3 separate regions of the Danio rerio genome follow, and regions 2 and 3 are each linked to region 1. Evidence: chromatin contacts called from public Hi-C and HiChIP or PLAC-seq data. All regions are on one chromosome and are shown on one strand. The core of a region is the stretch at or near the end of the contact, and the rest is flanking DNA. Distances in the headings are between cores, read along the strand shown. Region 1 holds the start of arl8 (ADP-ribosylation factor-like 8). Region 2 holds the start of nfx1 (nuclear transcription factor, X-box binding 1). Region 3 holds the start of zgc:92818.

Evidence for each region. A called contact is a pair of places that touch in the nucleus more often than the background predicts. HiChIP or PLAC-seq counts read pairs in DNA pulled down with a chosen protein or histone mark.
Region 2: a contact with region 1 is called in a Hi-C map of hematopoietic stem cells, with 2.5 times the contacts expected there. The contact joins the promoter of nfx1 here to the promoter of arl8 in region 1. A contact is called at or near these places in 2 of 18 Hi-C or Micro-C datasets (caudal fin and hematopoietic stem cells) and 2 of 4 datasets of contacts at active chromatin or transcription factors (caudal fin and embryo).
Region 3: an H3K4me3 HiChIP or PLAC-seq map of gastrula embryo shows a contact between it and region 1, with 2.6 times the contacts expected there. The contact joins the promoter of zgc:92818 here to the promoter of arl8 in region 1. A contact is called at or near these places in 5 of 18 Hi-C or Micro-C datasets (caudal fin, embryo, hematopoietic stem cells and 1 more) and 3 of 4 datasets of contacts at active chromatin or transcription factors (caudal fin, embryo and gastrula embryo).

Annotation. Positions count from the first base shown.
Region 1 is chr7:42,072,958-42,076,914 of GRCz12tu, reverse strand. arl8 (ADP-ribosylation factor-like 8) reads left to right here and starts at 1,849. Exons shown (of 6, transcript NM_199824.1): 1 at 1,849-2,155. The coding sequence starts at 2,110.
Region 2 is chr7:41,859,547-41,863,503 of GRCz12tu, reverse strand. It overlaps nfx1 (nuclear transcription factor, X-box binding 1), which reads left to right and starts at 1,983. Exons shown (of 24, transcript XM_685467.11): 1 at 1,983-2,077; 2 at 2,602-3,498. The coding sequence starts at 2,056.
Region 3 is chr7:42,229,162-42,233,118 of GRCz12tu, reverse strand. zgc:92818 reads left to right here and starts at 1,955. Exons shown (of 4, transcript NM_001002512.2): 1 at 1,955-2,172; 2 at 2,958-3,051. The coding sequence starts at 2,107.

The sequences.
Region 1 (3,957 bases), core at 600-3,099:
TTTTTTATATCTCATTATTCTAAATGTCTAGGAAATGTTTTTGGTTCATCCAAAGCATGGTTATGAAGACCACCTGACAAGCTAATCCTGTCAAAAATCCTGTTTTAAATATCATTAAAAAGCAATAGAGTTTAAGTCAGAATTATTAGCTCCCCTGAATTATCTGCCCCCTGTTTATTTTTTCCCCCAATTTCAGTTTAACGGAGATAAGACTTTTTCAACACATTTCTAATCATAATAGTTTTAATAACTCATCTCTAATAACTGATTTATTTTATCTTTGCCATGATGAGAGTAAATAATATTTGAGTTGATATTTTTCAAGACACTTCTATACAGCTTAAAGTGACATTTAAAGGCTTAACTAAGTTAATTAGGTTAACTTGGCAAGTTAAAGTAATAAGGCAAGTTATTGTATAATGGTGGTTTGTTTTGTAGACTATCAAGGTGAATAATTTTTAACTTTCATTTAAGAAAAAAGAACCACCCCTTTCACCTGGCTTAGGGCCTGTCATGAAATCTGAGCATTAAGCTTCTAGGAGTTTTGATTATTTATGTCTTATCTACTTTCTTAATAGTTTATTAGCAAACACTTAACCTGAATAAAGGCCCCATTTCACATCAGATCTCACAGATTTCACACTATTGAGCAAATAAGATCTACAGGCAGGAAGGAACTTGTGGTTCTGGCGACACAGAAGATAAACAAATATGAAAGACCGGTTCCCTTATTGATTAAAATCTCTACAGTTTCTGTGAGTGTTGTGGTTTTTCATTTTTTTATTAATGTGAACTTGTCTACATGACTTGTCTAAGTTTATATGCAATACAGTTTTTAATGAAAGGCTTTATTACACCTGCTAAAGTAAAACCTTTCTCAAATGATTTCGATAGGGTGACACGGTGGCTCAGCTGTCAGTTGGCATTTCTGTGTGGAGTTTGCAGTTTCTCTTTATGTAGGCATGGGTTTCCTCTGGGTGCTCCCTCATAGTGTATGTGGGTGTTTTCCAGTACTGGATTGCAGCTGGAAGGGCATCTGCTGTGTAAAACATATGCTGGATATGTTCATTCCACAGTGGTAACCCCAGATAAATAAAGGGATTAAGACGAAGGAAAATGAATGAATGAATGATTTTAATATTGTAACCACTATAATACTATTTAGTAATATGACATAATAGAATCTTGATAGTATTTAGTGTTTGTTAAGCCATACTACAGTAAAGTGTTTTATAGCATTTCCCACAAATAAATGCTACATCACTTCATAAATGATTAACTTGTAAACTGTAATAAACTCTGTGGTAAACTGGATTATTGAAGTTTTAATATAGAGTTGTAGAAAACTTTTTGGGTACATATTGGGTTGTTTAAATTACTAGTTGTTGTATTACTACACCAACTACAGTAATATAGGCTATAGTATATGTCAAAGTAAGATATAATCACAATTTGTTTGCTATTCAGAATATTCAATGTAGGTTCATGTTCAGCACAAAGCAATGTATGGATGTGACACTTGTGGGCTGGATCTGTGCACGTCATGATCCTCACACGTGTAACCTGACACTGATGGGGGATGGTGGTGTGTGTGCTTGTTTCTTGAGTGTGTGTATGTGTGTACAACAGAGAGAGTGATCGCTTATTTTTTATCCAGCAGCAGCAGCGTGCTGCCGTGAGCTCCGTGTGCCTCAATTTTACTCCAATGAGCTCTTATGTCTTACCATTTACACCCGTGTCCAGACAAGTGGAGCCGGTGTGCGTTTTGCAATTTGTCTTTAAGGAAAATGTTGATGAGCTCAGAGTGATCTGGGAAGTGAAGAAGACGCTTTTGTTTTGGTTAACGATGTATCCGCCGTACTCGCGTCTGTCGCACACTTGATCTGACCGCACGAAAGAAGAGCTGTTCATCTTAACCTACCTGTGTGAAAACACCGCGAACACACACAGACAGAGGGACGCTCGGACAGACGCAGAGGCGTGTGGTGAGTGCTCTTAACCGCATGGCGAGAGCGGGTTTATAAAGAAATAACGGCTCCACGGACAGCTGCTGTAGGCCTCTCCGCAAAACTAGCCCTCGCTGGACACGGCCTCTCACCCACCAGAGAAATGGGTCTAATCTTCGCCAAACTATGGAGCTTCTTTTGTAATCAAGGTAAGAGATGGGGTTCTGACGGATTTTTTTAGCCAGTGGTTTTGCCGGTGTTATTATTGTTGATATCCAGGCGCATTGAGCTAATGTTAATATGCTAGTAAGCTCGTTTTAAATCCGAGGCGTCGAGCTAATGGTATCAAAGCCATAGGCTCCTAATGACACGTTTACCTTTAACACTCATTGTGTATTAAAAATATTTGTATTTATTTTTTTCTTTCTAAATTAACTGTTTGTCGTTTTCGTGCCCCGTTATCTTCTCTCGGTAAACTTAGCCCAGAGTAAACCATCAAGAAGATGATGCGATAGTGGTGAAGGTAACAGATGGGTCATTTTAAATGTCTCTCAAATGATTTCACAGAAATTGAGTATTGTCCACTTGTTGGAACAGACTTGGGATAGCTATGTAATACTTCTATGTTATTTCTGAGCAATATCTAGCTCAAACTTCACCCTTTTTGATCAGGATAATGCTCTTGTAACTATATTATGACGCTATCAGTCACTTTGATAAAACGCATTAAGAGATCACTACATGTTATGTTCATGCAATACTTTACAGTACTGCAAATGTACAGTGTCCAGAAACACTGCAATAATCCTGGTGACCATATGGTACACACTTTTTTTTTCTTTTTTTTGTAATGTCATTTTGTTGCCATACAGTGTCATTTTTGGCAGTATAACAAGGTTTTAGGGCACCTATCACCCACAGGTGAGTAGGGTTAAGAAAAATAAGCTAACACTCTTGTTTGTAGTGTATTAAAAGTCTGAAATGTTTACATATTCAAAAGAGGCATTATCTGATTCAGCATACACATTACTCACGTTTGCAAATATTTCCCGAACTGAAATCTGAACATTAGATCAAGCAGGATCAGTAGCTCTCGTTTCATTTTGTTGATATATTGGAGTTAAATGTTTTTACAGATGATCTGAGATGGGCTATTTAGTATGTCATTTTTATTAGATCTTAAAAAAATAATGTTAGTAACACATTATTATCAAAACATTTCTTTAAATTTTTTCTTTAATTGAAAAGTTACCAAAATTGATGTTTGTGTCTACATAAGGAATAGAAGATGTGGATTAACATAAATGTGTATTTTTGTTAGTATCATCATCATTTGTTTTAAGGTTTTCTGAAAAAAAGACATGTTATAGAAGTAAAAAAGTGCAAAACCTTTATAAACTGACCAATGCATAGGGAAAAACTATGACTTTGCCTGTGTTTTCTTGCTATAAATGAATTTTTGCTGCCTACAACTATCCAGAGGTGAAACTTTTTATTTTTAAAAAGACTTTTGTACATTTGTTTATGAAATGTCTTCACTGCTGCCATGACAGATGTGTCTTTCACAACGTAGGCCCAGAGGACAGAGAGGGGTCAATTTATCAGTTTCAACTTTTGCTATAACAATGAAAGGAACTGATTTGAATTGAAAATGCTTTTGTGTAGAGAAACAGCCGTCATGACCACCTGGCAAACAAAAGCTGTGTGAGGAAACCTATTGCTCCCCTATTGTTTGCCTCTTTCAGCCGTCAGTTCTTCCTGACCAAGAGATCCAGCCTTCAGGAGAGTTATTGGCAAATCATGCGCTCTAAAACAGAATTTTCTTTTATAAAAGTATGCCTCTTTGTCTTCTAAATTTTACCTGAGTGCATATTTTTGTAATTGTGAAATTGTGCATTGTTAGTGAGTGAACAACTAAATGTTATTTAATGGCAAATTCTTTGCATTTCTTAGCAGTTTTGTCCCATGACGAACATTCTAACTAGATCCAGATTGTTGTAATGTCAGACAG
Region 2 (3,957 bases), core at 734-3,233, 210 kb after region 1:
TGCTATTTTGTATTTAAAATACATATTTGAAATACATGTATCATTAATACTGCCCATCCACGGTCTTCATAATGAATGTGTTATTTCTAGCTCTCTTTTAAAGGCTGTGTTATATTATTGGAAAAACTACTGTTTGTGTGTGATTAACTCATTTAAGATCATAAAACCACATACAAAGGATTGTTTGTGGGTCAATTTGGTTTACAACTGCTCCACAGAAACAAAGAGTAATGGTATATGTTAATTTAGCTAAACAGTTAATGTTAATCTTAATGTTGCTATAGTTCATACATTAAATAAGTCATTTTCCATGGTACATTTTAAAAAATGAACGGTCCATTAAAAACGTGCTTCAAATAATTTGTATGATATTATATATATTATATAATATTATATATATATATATATATATATATATATATATATATATATATATATATATATATATATATATATATATATATATATATATATATATAATGATGATAATGAATTGATGATGTTTCCAACTATTATTTTTTTATTATAAAGTTTACATTATATCACTTTACAAGCCCAGGAGTAAGACACTTTTAAACCAAAACTGTTCCCAATCTGTCACCAAATATATTATTCCAAAAAACTGCAAGCAGGTAAAGAGAACTTTTAATAACTAAGTGAATATCTGTGTTTGACATAAAACTGCAAGAGATTGGACAACAAAAATGTGCTGTCAAAAAGAAAAAAATCTAAAGAACCTTTAGGGACAGATTTGGCCAAAGGTACTGTATACAAACAGGGATTGCACCAAAAACAATGGCACATTCTTTGGGGGGAACTGGAAAAGAAAACCGAAGCATAAATGTTTCATTTAAGAAAGGGACACCACTATGGAGGACAAAACCTGCAAAAACAATGAATTAATTAATATGGAAATTAATTAATTAATTAATTAATCCACAAAATCCTGCATAAATAAATTATATAAATAGTGTGGGCAGATTATTAATTTAAAAACTACTTGGATGTTGAGAGCATAAGAAAATGCTAAACTGAAAGTAGATTTTCCCACTTTCACACCACACTATCATGTATTCATGTATTTACAGGAATTTGCAGATTTATTTAACATTTATTTGTTTATTTGTATATTTAGTTATTTATTGATTTATTTATTTATGCTGGAATTTGTGTATTTATTCATTCATTTTTTTATTTCTTTGTGTATTTGTTTATTGTTTTGTTAATGCATGAATTAGTGTATTTATTTATTTATTCATTTATTTATTTACCCATTTATTTATTTGTGTATTTATTTATGTGTGAATTTGTGTATTTATTTATTAATTCATTTATGTATTTGCATATTTATTTATTGTTTTAATTATGCAGGAATTTGTGTATTTATTTATTTGCATATTTATTTATTGTTTTATTCATGCAGGATTTGTGTATTTATTTACTTATTTATGCAGGAATTTGTGTATTTATTTATTTGCATATATGATTTTTATTGTTTTATTTTTGCAGGAATGTATTTATTTATTTTTGCAGGAATTTGTGTATTTATTAATTTGCATATTTATTTGTTTATTGTTTAATTTATGCATGAATTTGTGTATTTATTTATTTAATTCATTTATATATTTGCCTATTTATTTATATATTTATTTATTGTGTTTGCAGGTTTCATCCTCCATAAACCACAGTCATCTGAGAGCTTAATAACTAAATTATATTTTTATTAAACCAGTTATTTAAAAAAGAGATTTACTTTCATACCTAGTATTTTTATTGTTCTAAATAAAATAGGTACAAAAAGCAAAATATAATTATATGAAAGGGACCAAAAAATCTATAAGGTATTCAGATTATTTGCATAGAACTGTGACGCTGCAGTCACGTGTCTTGCCGTCAGCGAGCGCTGATTGGACGAGCAGTTTCAGAACGACTAGCAGAACTCAGGCGGTGTAGTTTATAAACAAGGGCCTACTCTTTTTATCGGCTTCTCGGTTATTATTATTTGCTTAATAGATCTGAGGAAATCTCATCTAAATTGCCCCGAGTTCCGGCTGAATGGCAGAAGCCTCAGTTACAGGTAAGCGATATTGGCTGTTTTCCTCTTAACGGCTAACGTTAGCTGTGAAGAAGTGAGCGTGTTTATGATCCTGGCCATATACACAGCCTCTAACCTAGCCATATCAAAAATAAAATAGAATACAAATGTGTTTTATCACTTGTTACCCGAATTTACTTAGCCGTTTAGCAATTTATATTTTATCATCGTCACGTTACCAAGTCTATTATGACGAAGTGGAAGTAGTTTTGTCATTCTGTGACAAGATAAAAGCACGAAAGAGTGTCGTTAAATGTATAAATCATATTCATATCTAACGTTAGTAGATTAATTTTGTAGCAGTCGACTGGAAAACAGGTGATGTCTTTTATCTTTGTCATGTGATGTTACAGCGTGTTGCAGAAATAGCTGAGTCAGTAAGCACACACTGACTGTACAGTGCGTGTAAGACAATCATGACTGTATAGATAACGTAACGCTTCACTAAAAAAAAAAAAGTCAAAGTGCAAAAAAAAACATGCTAACCGTTTGATTTTCACTTTTAGACACATCAAAGTTGAATCCAGAGTCTGCAGAGTTTGTTCCAAAGGCTAAACTCAATCAGCCCGACTCTAGAAGAAGTTACAGACAGTCAAACCACTATCAGGACTGGAGGGCGAATCATGTTAGGCCTCACCATCACCTTAGACAATCCAATGCAGCTAATCATGGCGGCAATGAGTTCGAAAACCCTACTGATAATGCATTACCCTCTCCTGAACCAGCCTTCAGAGGAGGCTTAAGAGGCAGAGGCAGAGGAGGAAGACCAAGAGGAGGACGAGGTAATGGTGACACTGACCGTCGACTTCAGAGCCAGAGATGGATAAAACCAGTCAGTGATCGTGGTCATGATCGACCTAATACACCCACTTCTAATAGATCAACAGATGAGGAGAATAAAGAAAGAGCAACCTTTGAAGTCGATGTAAGAGAGCCTTATCGAGACAACCGATGGAAGAAACCCAATAAAGCAAGAGCTGAGAGGTTGATGAAGGAGCCTATGTCCAGAGACCAGGAGGAAAACCTAGAAAACCAGGCTGCAGGAAAAGACACAAAGCCTGTAGCTGTTTATGAACACCCCGAGCCTGAGCAGAGGAACCATAAGGGATGGAGGGGTGGCGAACACCGTATGCAGCCCAATTTCCGGAGGAAAGGACCAGGCCCTAGCCATGGAATTGAGGGTAACTGGAGAGAGAGGGAACCTGTTCAGATGAAAGAGGACGAGAGGAGAGGGGCTGAAGAGGAGGGTGAGAGACCCGAGGAGGCCAACAGGAATAGAAGGGGAATGAGGGGAAAACAGCCACCACTTCAGAATCCAGGTCCTAAGAGAGGTGGAGGTCCTGAGCGAAGAACAGGACCGGTGAAACGCATAGAACCTCCCAAAAGCAAAGAAACACAGACAGGTGAGGTGATCTGCATGCTTGTTACTACTGCACTACAGATTGTTAAACTACAGATTCTCTGTGGCATACCGTTTGACTTTTTACATCAGCAATTTATTTTCACCATAGGCTGCCATTAAAATCTAAATGTTGATATCAAGAATTGATTTCTTTCATTGTTTATATCAGAAATGTAATTGTCAGCTATTGAATTGCTACTAGTAAAATGTTTGTTTTTGATGTGTGCCACTAATGGCAATGTTAAATTCTGATATCATGAAAGTAATTGTTACTAGTGAATTGATTAATTCTAAATATAAGAAATTACTTTTTTGCTGATTCATGAATTGCTGATGTCAAAAATACTTTAGATATGTATAACAAATGTAGCATGTTGAAATATAGATTCAGATATTAAGAATTGACATTTTGAATTTTTGATATCAGGAATTGAAATTTTTACTAGTAGCAATCTAAATA
Region 3 (3,957 bases), core at 706-3,205, 160 kb before region 1:
TTAATGGTTACCAATTTACAACATTTTTTCAGAAATATTTTCCATTGTGTTCAACAGAAGTTTGCCTATACAATGAACATTTTGATTCGTCGCCCATTTTGTCAGATAAAAGAAAAGTCTAAAAGTGAATAGGTTTCAGAAGGGCATTGTTATGAAGGAATAACTGGGAAAAAAACTTAACAGGAGGATAAAAACATAAGAAAAAATGTGACTTTATTGTAAGTAAATATGAACCTATACGAATGTTAACATATATGTGAAGTAAAAAAAATAGTTAAAAAATAGCATGTCAACTCTTAAAATAATAATAAAAAGCTATACATTTACTCTGAGATGTAAGTAATTTTTTAATAAAAGGAACATAGCGTTTTTTAGCTTACATTTTAGTGTGAACCTTGATTATTAAAATGCCAAAAAAATCAACAGCTACACTCTACAAAATTATATAATCGATTAGTCCTGAAAGCATATGTTCTCAGGTCATTGTAACTTATTAGTTGTTCATGTTTTAACTTAATTGTATAAGTTGTGTAACTTGTTTTAAATCAGTTTAACATAATATTAATTAAATTGACTCATAAGGTTAATTTGATTCAGCTTAAAAACTTAAGGCAACTGATTTTTTACAGTGTAGTGGAAGGCTAAGAACTGTTTTCAAAGCACAACTGACTTGAAAAAAAGCCAGGACCAAAGTTTCAGCTATAAATCTTCATTACTGGATTGACTAAAAATAAAAGTCACCTTCTATTAGGATGGCATGGCTGTAAATTAAGACCAAAGAGTAAGTAAAAAGTTTAAAAATGTAATTTTGGGTGACAAATTCTTTTAAATCAATGTAATGTTTTATGTTATACAGTAGATTTGTGTCAAAGATTCTCCTGCAAGAGCCAAATATTACTATTATATATTAAATAATATATTATATATAATATTACTATTAATATTACTATTGAACAAAGCTATTGTTTTATGACAGGGATGTTTGTCAGGCTGTTGGAAATATTGCTCACTGAAATGTTTGTTGTTTCTGAGTTAAAGAGATCTGATAAGCAGCATGAAAACCAAAATCATCCCACACAACCAGTCTTTCAGATTATGCATTAGCTTAAGTAATATTTGTCATATTTATTCCAGGATATTGTGCAAATAATGAAAAAGCTTTTCCCAGAGATGGGCTGCGGCTGGAAGGGCATCCACTGCGTAAAAAAACTTGCTGGATAAGTTGGCGGTTCATTGCGCTGTGGTGACCCCGGATTAATAAAGGGATTAAGCCGACAAGAAAATGAATGAATGAATGAATGAATGAATGAATGAATGAATGAATGAATGAATGAATGAATGAAAAAGCTAAATTGAAGCTATTTAGAAAGGAGACACTGACTGTTCAACTGTATACAGAAATGTTTGTGATGTGAGGGAACAATTACAACACTGAGTTTAAAGGGTGGTATAGGGCAGATTTGTAGATATTACAAATGCAATCTGATGCTCTCTTAGACTTTCACACACACATATACAGTTACATATCAACATATTGTTAGAATATTATATAAGAAAGAGTACATTCTAGGAAATGTTTATTTAAAGATGTATCTGAGAGTGTTATACATTATTACACAGACATAGCATTAGAAAGCGATGGCCGTTTGTCTCAAACAGCATAATATCAGTTTCTCCCACATCAGCACTTATTGTTCTTCACCATGTGACTGTCGTGCTGAAGTGCGCATGCTCGGAGAGTGCAGCATTCATAAAGAAAATATCTGGGCATGAAAAATATTACCTTTCGCTCACTCATAACTGTTTTACTTCCTTAACTTAATGACGCACATTACTTAACTATAGAGAGGGAGCAGGCAAAAATCATAAAAACCGTTTCATTGCTGACTGCTAGTCACGTGAACTGCCAGCCGAGGACTGAACTGAGCTCCAGAGAGCGCATGCGCAGTGTGTATTGTGCGATTGATGGTCGGTCGGTTTGTGTGTCTGGTCAGAGCTCCCGGGAAGCCGATCAGCTGCACTTCTCTGTGTGCGTTAGTGCAGCTGGAAGTTTTACAGTGCGGTCGCCGAGGTCTGTGGATATTACTGAAGATCGTTGTTATTAACATGTCTACTAACAAAGTAAAAAAAGTGAAAATGGCCACCAAATCATGCCCGGAGTGTGACCAACAGGTGAGGTGTTTTTTGAGAATGAATGATTCATAAATTTGTGTTTTTGCTTAAGTTTTTAATCCCTTAATTGTTATTTTTAGTGTCTTATGTGATTCAGTCAGGGTTAGTCATTTGTTAGCCGTTTGTGACCTAGAAACAGCGTTGCTAGGGGATGTAAAATATCGTTTTCACATTTTGTCCATTATATCGAAATGATATTGTTGATTTTATTAATCGTATTGCATGCAATATTCCACCTAATTTTGTCTCCATTGTGGTTAAGCGATAATATTGTGTATTTGTGTAAAATAATTCACCTTACTGAATTAAAACAATGAAACTGGATAGCTTTTATGCTCTCTCTGTTGGTCTCGTTAAATATCACGGAGGCTTGACTCTGCGATTAAACTGTTTAAGTTACTCGTGTGTTTGATATCGTTTGAAGACTTCAGCCTCTTCTAATGATGATAACATGAAATATTAGAGTTTTATAAATATACCTATGTTTATTCTGTCCTTGAGCAAACAGGTCACTGCAGATCATTTCATAAGCCTGTATTTTTCAATCTCATTGTTCTTGTGTTTTGGCACCTAAGCAGAAAACTATTGTTTCCTGTTTACTTCAAAGTCAATGTCAGTTTTCCCCAAATTAAACATCAGTGTTGCCTTAATAAGGCACAGCATATTTTCCCCTCTTTAAATACTTAATATGGAGTGCTCTTCTTCCAGTGTTGGGAAATATTTAGTCATTTATTGTACACAAACTTTAGCAGTGAATACTAAGCTCTTTCTTTCTGTTTTCACAGATTCCTGTGGCTTGTAAATCCTGTCCTTGTGGCTACGTCTTCATCAGTCGAAAGCTTCTCAATGCCAAATTAAACGAGAGGTCTGGAGTAATGGGTAAATTATATGGCTTTTATGTTTCAGGCATAGTCCCACACATCCACTCCTATGCAAATGATGTACTTTTAAATTATTTTCGAATGGCCTTGATTTTAATATTGATCTGGAAAAGGACTCCTCTGCAAGGGATGTTCAAAACTATTACAGCGTAATGTAATATTTTACATTTATAAGTAAACTTTTCTCTTCAACTAAAAATGAGATCATTGATGCAGATAAACAAAAATGCTTTTGAGTATCAAGTGTGAACAGGGCCTAAAATTAGTCAGCCTGTGTTTTCTTGCTACACTTCTGAGTCATGCTGATAATAAAATGTTATTTAGTCTTTCTTTTTTAATATTGATATGTGTTGGACTCATTTGACTGGTGAATGGAAATAAATAGCAGGCAAGTTTCCAGTCAGCAAGATGTGTTGCGAATACTGAAATGAGTGGCGCAGTGGCGGCTGTTTGCTTGCTTGAATGAGTAGTGCTAAGAGGGATTGGGGGAAGGGCAAACTAATTCCTGTCTGAAAAGCTTGTTCCTGCTGCCTCTCTCTCTCTCTCACTTTCTTTCTTTCTTCACTCCCTCCTGCCACAGTTCTGTTATTTAATAGCAAGTGACAATATTTCAATCCACTTATTTCTATGTCTTATTTATTAGACTTCTTGAAAAATGCGAAAATTATTATATTGGATGGAAGTTCGAACGTTTCTTTGTGTTTTAATGCTAGAGACACTTGCAGTGATTTCTCAAATGTGGAAAATATCTAATAAAAGCATGTTATATGTGATAAGAGGCCATCTTGGGTTGTTATAATCTTGTTGAAATGTGATGAGTGTGTGGATTGTAATTACACACTTTGGAAATGTGGCCACATTTCGATTTTACAGGTTCCCTGACTCTATTTTTATAAACGTAATC